2 separate regions of the Mus musculus genome follow, and region 2 is linked to region 1. A link is a contact called in public Hi-C data. All regions are on one chromosome and are shown on one strand. Each heading gives the region's core, a stretch centred on a gene start, on an enhancer-like site or on the middle of the called end of the contact. The rest is flanking DNA. Distances are from core to core; before and after follow the strand shown. Region 1 holds the start of Eif4ebp2 (eukaryotic translation initiation factor 4E binding protein 2). Region 2 holds the start of Vps26a (VPS26 retromer complex component A).

Region 1 (5,315 bases), core at 1,146-3,645:
ACACACACACACACACACTTTTTCTCAACTCTCCTCCCCATCCCCTGAATAAACTCTATTCTATACTAAAAAGCAAAACAACAAAACAAAAACAAATAAATAAAATTTTAAGAAAGAAGAAGAAAATGTACCACCCACAGGATCACCTAAGGTCTCAATCTGATGAAGACACTGTCTCGATTGAGGTTTTCTTTCTCAGAGGACTCTAGCTTGTGTCAAGTTAAGGAAAAAAAAATCTAACCAGGATACGTTGCAACAGGGTCTCATTGAACTTTGAGCTGGGGTGGAAACCAGCAAGCCCCAGTTATAACCCCAGCCTCTGCTCTCCACAGCATGGGGGATGCTTCATATACGGCCTTGGGTTTTTGTTGTTGTTGTTGTCTTTTCAAGACAAGGTTTCTCTTGTGTAGTCCTGCCTGTTCTGGAACTTACTCAGTAGACCAGGCTGGCCTCAAACGCAGAGATCCACCTGCCTCTGCCTCCCAAGTGCTGGAATGTCTGGACTTTAAAAAAATTTTTTTTTTTTATGTGGATGATGGGAATTGAACTCAAGTCCTGATGCTTACATAGTAAGCAATCTTACAAGTGGACCTGTCTCCTCATCTTGTTCTTTTCATTAGTTTTTCAGACAGTCTCTTGTATCCCTGGCTGGCCTCAAACTAGTTGTGAAGCTTAGGTGAACCTTACACTCCTAACCATCCTGCTATTTTTTTTTTTTTTTTTGAGACAGGGTTTCTCTGTGTAGCCCTGGCTGTCCTGGAACTCACTCTGTAGACCAGGCTGGCCTCGAACTCAGAAATCCACCTGCCTCAGCCTCCCGAGTGCTGGGACTAAAGGCGTGCGCCACCATGCCCGGCTTATCCTGCTATTTCTTGTAGTGCTTTGTCTACATATATGTAAATGCATCATGTTACATCATGTTACATCTCTGCCTGGTGTTGCAGAGATCAGAAGATAAGGTAGGTCAGATTCCCTGAACTGGAGTTATGGGTGCTTCTGAGCCACTACAAGTGTGCTAGGTACTAAACTCTGGTCCTCTCGGTGCTCTGCAACAGCAACAAGCGCTCTTAACTACTGAGCCCTTCCTCAGAGTCATTGATGGTTAAACCCTTAGTTCATCGTGTACGCATTGCTTTCCTTTAATAATGAGCAATTAAAATTATACTTCTTAAAATAACTTTGATTAGCTGGGTGTGGTGGTGCACGACTTTAATCCCAGCACTCAGGAGGCAGAAGCAGGTGGATTTCTGAGTTCGAGGCTAGCCTGGTCTACAAAGTGAGCTCCAGGACAGCCAGGATATACAGAGAAACCCTGTCTCGAAAAACCAACCAACGAAACAAACAAACAAACAAACAAACAAAAACTTTGATTACATTTATTTATTTATGGGCAGGCAGATGGGTGCTCATGGACTAGTGGAGAAGTCAGAGGATAACTTGGGAGAGTCGGTCTCCCCTTTCACCTTGTGGCTTCTGGGTGGTGGAACTCAGGTCTGCAGGCTTGGTGACAAATGCCTTTCTTTACCTGCTGAGCCATCTTGTGGGCTCCCAGAGTTATAATTTTTTAAAAAGATTTATTTATTTATTTTATGTATATGAGTACGCTGTAGCTGTCTTCAGACACATCAGAAGAGGGCATCGGATCCCATTACAGATAGTTGTGAGCCACCATGTGGTTGCTGATTTGAACTCAGGATCTCTAGAAGACAGTGCTCTTAACCACTGAGCCATCCCTCCAGCCCGAGTTATACTTTTAATGGTTAGATATAGATGGGAATATGAAGTAAGCCCTAAGAAAGTACTGTTAGTCCACACTTACACACCACAAACAATTACACACACACACACACACACACACACACACACACACACACACACACACACACACACACACACACACACACACACACACACACACACACACACACACACACACACACACACACACACACACACACACACACACACACACACACACCCCGCTTCCCCCCCCTCCCGCGTGCCTTAATCACCTACACTCAGCTTCACTGGGAGTCTATTATGTTCCTCTGAACTCAGCCCCGCCCCTCAAAGTCCCGCCCACCCTAAGGCTCCACCCTTCAACACTTCCTTTTTCCCGGATTTCCGGGTTCACCCTCTGCCTCTAGCCTTCGGCTGCCTCAGTCACGCCCCCAGCTACCCGCCCACTCGCCTCAGACACGCCCTCCAACGTCACGTCCGGCTTCCATATTGTCCCTCCCTCTACTACCCCTTGCTCCCGCCTTCGACCGCTTCCGGTAGTCATCGTTGCCGCTGCTGCCGCTGCTGCTCCTGCTGCTGCTGAGGCTGCAGGCGGAGGCCGGAGGACCGGGCGGCGGCGGCGGCGGCGGCAGCGGGAGCGGTATCGCAGCGGGACGACCGGGCGAGAGCAGGCGAGTTGAGAGCCGAGCGTGAGGAGCCAGAGCCGCCCGGCCCCGCCGCCGCCGCCGCCGCCGCCGCCGCCGCTGCTGCACAAAGCCTCGAGCCCGCGTCGGAGCCATGTCCGCGTCGGCCGGTGGTAGCCACCAGCCCAGCCAGAGCCGCGCCATCCCCACGCGCACCGTGGCTATCAGCGACGCCGCGCAGCTACCTCAGGACTACTGCACCACGCCCGGGGGGACGCTGTTCTCCACAACGCCGGGAGGTGAGCCGCGCCCGGCCTGCCCGCCATCACGGCTGGCGCGTGGCACTGCATGCTCGACCAACAGCTTCCTCCCCGCTGCCCGTACGGTGTGCTGCAGACCGTGCATTCTGCGCAGCGGGGCTTGCCTCTGGAGCTGTCCTACGGGCTTTGGGGAGAGGGAAGTCGGGGAGACGGACCTGGCGCGGAAGCCTAAGATGACTGGTCTGGCTGCGCCGAGAGTTCCGAGACGAGGCTGGCATGCACTCTGCATGCCTCGCCCAGTGTTAGCCTCCTTTGACAGCATTGTTTACTTTGTTAGAGGAGTCATCAAAGGTTGGGGGAGCCCCAGCTCCCACAAGTGGGACGTGTAAAATAGCTCCTTTGGTATCCAAGAAGTTGTTGGCTTTGGTAGAGGCGCTGTCAGGTTTCAGATCAGGGCTTTCGAAGAGCGGTTTTAAAGGTGCTTTGTCAAACAGCACACACTAGTCGGGTTAGGTTGCTTGATCCTAGGGAAAGGGCTTGTAGAAAAAAGCGATGCAAAGGGAGGTTCCTGAAGTTGCTTTTCAAAAGATGGCCGGGATCCGTTTACTATCACTGGAGAAGAGGTAAATAAAGTATGTTGAATTGGTCACGAGAGGAGGAAGCGCAAAGGTTGTTTGTCTCTTTTCTGGGCTGTTCTCTAAGAGGGAGGAGCCTGGAAGGGGTTCTTCCGGTGCCTTCATGAAGGGAACTGGCTTTCTGTCCCTAATCTCAGAACTTTGCCTTCTTTTGGTGACCCCGGGGGCTGGGCTTCAGCTAGAGGGTGAAGATTTGGTTAGCAGCCCTTACAGTCTATAGATCGCTGATCATGAGACAGGACTCCTAACCAATCACTTAAAAGTGGGCCTGGCCATCCTGGAATCTTGTGCAATTGGAAGGCACAGAGTAAGGGGACCTTGCCAACACCAAGAGACAGCAGTCCAGAAGGCTGTGTGTGGTAGTTAGGGCTGTGACCCTACTACTCCAGAAAGACGGGGTAGGAGAATGGCAGTTTAAGGCTAGCCCTGGCAATATAATGAGTTCCAAGGCCAGGCAGTGGTGGCACACACCTTTAATCCCAGCACTTGGGAGGCAGAGGCAGGCGGATTTGGAGTTCAGCCTGGTCTACAGAGGAGTTTCAGGACAGCCAGGGCTATACTGAGAAACCCTGTCTCAAAAAAAAAAAAAAAAAAAAAAAAAGAGTTCCAAGACAGCCTGTGCTACAGTGTCACACCCTGTCTCAAAAAAACAAACAAAAAAACCAACCAAACAAGGAAGGGGGCAAAAAAAAAAAAAAAAAAAAAAAATCAAAGCAAACATCTAGGAGAAAAGTTGGCAGAGGATCCAGCCAGGCCGGTCCAGAAAAGGGATGGCAGAAAGGCATAAATGTCCGGAAAGACCTTCCAAATGACCCAGGCAGGAGGGAAGCTGCACTCCTTAGAGAGAGCCAGGTTTAAGGAAAGACAGTGGAGATCTGGTGAGAGGGTAGTGGTTTAAGTTGCTGAAGACAGCTTTGTTTATTTTTGTTTTTCAAGATGGTTTCTCTGTGTATCCCTGGCTGTCCTGAAACTCACTCTCTAGACCAGGCTGGCCTTGAACTCAGAAATCTGCCTGCCTCTGCCTCCCGAGTGCTGGGATTAAAGGCGTGAGCCACCACTGCCTGGCTGAAGACAGCTTCCTTATATGGTCTTTTCCTTCTCTCTTCCTTTCCTCTTGCTTTTCTTGAAACAGTTTTTTTTTCTCCATATGGTCCACACTACCTTGGACCCAAACCCATGATCTTGGACTATTAGCCTTGCCAGTGCTGGGATTTATTGGTGTGTGTTATCTGGTGTAACAAAAGTCGGGAAAGCTCTTAGTCAGCCCTGGATGGAATTGTCTCCACTTGAACAGATAACTTTTAGGAAACAGATTAGTGGCCAGCACTGGTCAGGCAGAGGCAGGATGATCTCTGGGAGTTGAAGGCTGGCCCATTGTACAAAGTGAGCTCCAGGGGCCCAGGACAGCCAAGGCGACATAGTAAGAGCATGTCTGTCCATCTGTCTGTCTCTCTCTCTATATATATACATACATACACACACACACACACACACACACACACATTTCTAAGGTGATCTGTAATTAACTCCAGAGGTCTTTGTGATATTGATGAGTAAAATGCCCATGCTTCTAGCAGCTCAGAGCACACATGACAGTAACAGGTGCATTTAGCCCTGCCCTACTTGGGGAAGAAGCAATTTTTTTTTTTAAGATTTATTTTATTTTTATTATATGTAAGTACACTGTAGCTGTTTTCAGACACTCCAGAAGAGGGAGTCATATCTCATTATGGATGGTTGTGGACCACCATGTGGTTGCTGGGATTTGAACTTCGGACCTTTGGAAGAGCAGTCAGGTGCTCTTAACCACTGAGCCATCTCACCAGCCCCGGAAGCAAACTTTTTAGCTGTACATTGATATTGTTCTTCTGCGGGAAGCTCTAGAGAGGGAAAAACCCTGTGGACATATTTCAGACAGCAAGCTGCTGTGCTTTCAGAAGTAGGGAAGGCCTGTAGTGCTTTAAAGATAGAAGCTGCCTTGCAACTTGACCTAGTTCTGAGATGCTTGGGAGGATCTACCAGAAACATTCATTTACCCTTCTACGGTGGTATCCCTG
Region 2 (5,428 bases), core at 1,495-3,994, 1.0 Mb before region 1:
AACGAGATCTGATGCCCTCTTATGGAGTGTTTGAAGACAGCTACTTATGTATAATAATAAGTAAATCTTTAAAAAAAGAGAGAGAGAAAGCTCACGGAGAGCTATGCCAAACAATACACACACACACACACACACACACACACACACACACACACACACAAACTCATCATCATCATCATGAGAACTGGAACATGAGCAAACATGGTGGCTCATGATATAATTTTTGCATTCAGGGACTGAGGCAGGAGAATCAAGAGTCTAACGTCAGCCTGAGATATGTACTAAGACCATTTCTGGGACAAAAAGAAAAACAAGGACAGGTGAGATGGCTCATCAGATAAATGTGTTTGCTGACAGGCCTGAGGACCTGGGCTCAATTCCCAGAAGTGACATGTACAAATTCTGCTCTCCATGCACACCATGTAATATACACCTCCCAGAATAAAGAAACATGAAAAGGAAAAAGGAAAACAACAAGAGACAGATGGAAGACAGGAAAGAAAGTGAAAATCCATTTAGGATGCTCAATCTAGGATTTCAAGAAATTCCAGGAAGACAGCCGAGGATGTGGCTTAGTGGTAGGCTGGTTGATTGGGATCCATGAGGCTCTGGTTCAGTCCTCAGCTCCACAAAGGAAAAAAGAAACCCAGGTTAAAAAAGGTGTGTGTGTGTGTGTGTGTGTGTATGTGTGAGCCTAGAGCAAATCATCAAAGAAATTTAGGAAGACTGCAGGGTACACAGTCAATACAGGAAAGTTACACACATCACAACGAAGAACTGAAAAATGAAAAACTTAGTTTTATTTACAATAGTGTTAAAAAATACAGGCACTTAGAGATAAATTTAATAAAAATGTATAACACTGGAAATTAGAAACACTGGTGAAGAACACTAAAAAAAGGTAAAAATTAGAAAAATGCACAGTGCTCATGAATGGAAGACCCAGTATTGTTTTTATTTTACCTCCTTGAGTCTTTCTTTGGGTGCATGGAGGTTTTGCAGACCTTCTGTACAAAACCTGCATATGTGATGCTCATGGAGACCAGAAGAGGGCATCAGATCCCCCTGGTAAGGAGCCACTATTTGGATGCTGGGAATCAAATCTCATGCTTCTGAAGGGGTAGCCAGCAAGTGCTCTTGACTTAGCTCAGCCATCTCTCTAGCCCCAATCGATAGATTTTTGACAAGCATACCACACCACAGCAGTTTACAGGGGAAAGTATTTTGAGCAAATGGTGCTAGAACCAACAAACACAGTTAACCTTTCAGATCTTAGACTATGCGCAATTGTTTCTCTCTTTTGTTTCCTTGTAACAAGGTCTCACACTGTAGCCCAGGTCATTCAGGGGACTAACTGTGTAATCTCCAGGGGTCTTTTAATTCATGGCGATTCTTCTACTTCTTCTGTCTCCGGAGAGCTGGGATTACAGCTATGAACCTCTATACCTGACTTATCCTTCTTTATAGAGTGGGTGATGCTCCTTCATCCAAGCCATCTGCATCACAGGGTTTTAATCAATAGTATTTTGAGATCTAAACTCCCTTCTCTGTCCCCATACTATTTTACCCGTCTGTAAATATGACAGGTAATCTCCAATATTGGGAAGGCTGAAGGAGGACAGATGTGTTTCTTGACAGCCTGGGCTACATAGCATATTCCAGAGGAGCCTGGGACACCTAGTGAGACCCTGTCTCAACAATAAATATACACACAAACATCCATTCGTTCCAAAGCTCCCTGGCATAGCAATCTTTAAGATTTGTTTTCAGATAATATCATTTTAGGCAGATTTCTCCTGCATGCATGAAGGAAGTGCAGTGTTCCATCTGCAGCAATGCATAAAACCACCAGTGACTCCTGCAATTACAGCATTGGGAAGGCACTTTGGAGGTGCTCACTCTCCACTTGAGGCTAGCCTAGTCTACATGAGTACATGAGAACCCCTGTCTTACAAACAAAAGACTCATTTCCAGTATTTGAATTCTGTCGCGATTGGAGACCGAAGCCTCATTTTAACCTTTAAATATTTTAGACTTACAACTTGACACTCTACTCCCCAAGTTGAGTTTCGTTATGATAGGGCTGATGACACCCCTCCGCCCATAAATCTGAATGAAAGGTTCAGTTCCTAAGCCTTCGTAGTATTTCATCTATCCTCAGGTTTTCTGGGCCTCCACTACAATGACTGACTGGATCAGAGTGTTGGAGAGCTGCGTTTTGCACGCTTGCGAAACTTTTAGGAAGGGCTGTTGCCGGGGAGGGGGGGTAAGGAGGGCGGAACCGATTTGAGAGTACTGCCTCTCCGGCTTGGAAGGCTGCGTCACGAGCTATCCGTGGACTGCAAAGGATGTGCTTTAAAGATTAGCTTTTCTCCCTAACCGTCTCTTCGGAGGCCAACAATTCTCGGGGCTGAGGCGGGAAACAGATCAGGCGCAAAGGTCGGAACTGCAGCAAGCCCGCAAAGACACGCCTCCCGCACAAACCCTCGAGTCCCCCAAGTTTCCCTAGGGAAAAGGAAATGGGCGTGCCGGAGGGAGGAGTTTGACAGCGCACGGCTCGTCACGTGACAACTAGCTCTAGGGTTGCTGGACTGAGAAGACAGATCTTTGACTCCTCCCACCAGACGTCACCCACCCAGACCACGCCCTCAACCGAAAGGCGGGGCGGAGGAGCCCCGCCTCGAAACGGCCTTCCTGAAGGGCGGGGCCTCTAGCAGGGCGGGGCCTCTAGCGGGGCGGGGTGGGGGGGGGAGGGAGAAGAGGAAAAGGAGTGGTCACGTGCGGCTGATGGCCTACGGTCACGTGACGGGCGGCGGGGCGCAGGCACCCAGGCTGGGAGTTCTTCTGAGGGAAAGCCGAGTGGAGTGGGCGACCCGGCGGCGGTGACAATGGTGAGTGCGCGGCGGCCTGCCTGCGAGGTCGTCTCCCGCGGGGCCGTGGGGCGCGCGGCGGGACTCCCAACGGCGGGCGCGGCGCCGAGCCTGCAGGGAAGGGGCGCGGAGCGGTGAGGCCTGACGGCTGCCCGCTCCCGGCCAGGCCTGAGCACCTGCGGCCGGCGGCACTGTCCCGGCCATGTCGGAGCCTCTGCCCGCCTTCCTCGACCGGCTGTGGGGACCCTGGCTGGGCACCCGCAGCCCGCCCAGCCGGAGCTCGGCAGCCTCGCCTTCCAAGGTAGCCGAGGACAGTCAGTGCCCTCTCTCCCAGTTCCGGACTCTGGCGAGACCTGCTCACCTTCCTCGTCCCGAGCTCGATAGAGTCCGCTTATTTTCTTTAAGCTGGTTGTGGAGACATTCTGCGATTTCTTGATTCGGGTGGAGGCTTTTGGCACTTGTAGAATAGGAGGGGAAGGGAGGGGAGACAAGAGGGTGTCGGAGCCGAGACCCCTCATTTATATCTCCAGACGCCGATTTAAGCACTTGGTTTCACTTCCTTCCCTAAGCGATTTCTATAACTTAGCACTTTGGGATGTTGCAGTGTCTTGGGAGCCCAGGCAGGGATGAAAATCAGAGCACTTAACCACACTTAATGGAAAGCACCGTTGGGCGCGCTAGTGTTTAACTACGCGCCCGCGGTCTATAGATTAGAGCTCCTTTGGCTCGTGTTATTTAGCATATACTCCATGAGAGCCCACTGTGCGCTCCCCTTATACTACCCGCTCTTCCCAAGCTCGCCACTTTTAATAAACTGCTTGAAACTTCTCGTCTCAAGCCAGCCAGCCAGGTCTATTTTTAAAACGTTGCTTTGATTAAATAACTTTGAGTCAGAAATTATTTGCTTTCTCTAGGGTTTGGGGGGTGGGGGAGAAGTTCATTCAGGGAGCGTTTTCTTAAACAGTATTTTGGGTGAGTCCAGGGACAGATAAACAAGGCAAACTGCTTGCTTCCTTGCAGCTTACAGACTCTGGAGAGTTAAGCATTTGTTTAGATAAATTAGTTTAAGGTGGAAATTACAACTGCTGTAAATAACTAAGAAGGAATTAGTAGGCTGTTAGGGAGTCCTCCTTTCACTGTTTATAATTTGAAAAGAAAGCTTAAATTGCTCTCTTCTTGGTTACTTAGTTGAATTAGTCCTTCTAGTTAAGTTTTTTTTTTTTTTTTTTTTTTTTTGGTTTTTCGAGACAGGGTTTCTCTGTATAGCCCTGGCTGTCCTGGAGCTCACTTTGTAGACCAGGCTGGCCTCGAACTCAGAAATACGCCTGCCTCTGCCTCCCGAGTGCTGGGATTAAAGGCGTGCGCCACCACGCCCGGCCCTTCTAGTTAAGTTTAAGAGCAATTTTTTTTTTTATTTTTAAGGTATTTGTCAAACGAAATTGTAAAGCTTTAAAGCCTTTGTATGGGCACACATGTATGTATGAGAATTTGCTGTTTCATTGTGTGTGGGCTCAAGTGAATACATTGTGGAAGCTTTGGTTCCTCTGAGCTCTGTTCAGTTTTTTTCTTACTGAAATTTTTTTCCTATATATTTTGATTATGTTTTTCCTTTCCTTCAAGTTCTGTTTCTTTACATCAAGCAGACTTAATAAATTTCCTTAAATGGTGCCCACAGAGTTTGTTACATTTTTATGTATCCACGTGTAGTTTTGCTAGATGGTAATGCTAAACAATGTATGTCTTGGCACCTTGTGCTTGTTGGAGGGCCTCAAGAAAGCCTCAGCACTCCTGGTACTGTAGTTAAAGTCAGTTGTGAGCTGCTATTTGGATGCTGGGAATCTGAACCTGGGTCCTCTGGAAGAGCAGCCAGTGCTCCTAACCATTGAGCCAGCCCTGTTATTGAAAAATATTGCAGAACTGTGTTTTCTTGTGTGTTTTGGCAGCTTTAGTGGCAATTTAATTTTGTTAAAATAGTATTTGTGACTTTAAATGTTAAATTTCAAATTGGAAAAGACCTTTCGGTGTGTTACATAGAGAATATATGTAGAAAAAAGTTGCCATATATCATTTTACATGTAAAACATCTTTCATAGCTGGGCGTGGTGGCACACGCCTTTGATCCCAGCACTTGGGAGACAGAGGCCAGCGGATTTCTGAGTTCGAGGCCAGCCTGGTCTACAGAGTGAGTTCCAGGACAGCCAGGGCTATACAGAGAAACACAGTCTCAAAAAAAAACCCACAAAAACAAAAAAAATACCATTGCAGAAAGAAAATTGCTGTTGGTGACTTTGGAGCATGTTAAATGTACTAGTTTCTAGTTAGTTGTTTGAATTTGTCCCTTTTGTGGGGGCTGGAGAGATGGCTCAGCAGTAAGAGCACTGGCTGCTCTCCTTGAGAGAACCTGGATTCAGTTCCCAGCACTCACACAATGGCTCACAGAATCTGAGCTCACAGGATCTGTTGCAAAAATCTGATATCCTCTTTTGACCCCTACAGGGACCTGCTACACACATAGCAAACAAATATACACTCAGGTAAAACATTAATACAATAAAAGA

What was found. A called contact is a pair of places that touch in the nucleus more often than the background predicts.
Region 2: a contact with region 1 is called in a Hi-C map of double positive thymocytes, with 7 times the contacts expected there. The contact joins the promoter of Vps26a here to the promoter of Eif4ebp2 in region 1. A contact is called at or near these places in 4 of 39 promoter capture datasets (the 3T3-L1 cell line, the C10 cell line, liver and 1 more) and 1 of 484 Hi-C or Micro-C datasets (double positive thymocytes).

What each region holds. Positions count from the first base shown.
Region 1 is chr10:61,449,749-61,455,063 of GRCm38.p6, reverse strand. It overlaps Eif4ebp2 (eukaryotic translation initiation factor 4E binding protein 2), which reads left to right and starts at 2,395. Exons shown (of 3, transcript NM_010124.2): 1 at 2,395-2,662. The coding sequence starts at 2,518.
Region 2 is chr10:62,484,121-62,489,548 of GRCm38.p6, reverse strand. Vps26a (VPS26 retromer complex component A) reads left to right here and starts at 2,744. Exons shown (of 9, transcript NM_133672.3): 1 at 2,744-2,891. The coding sequence starts at 2,889.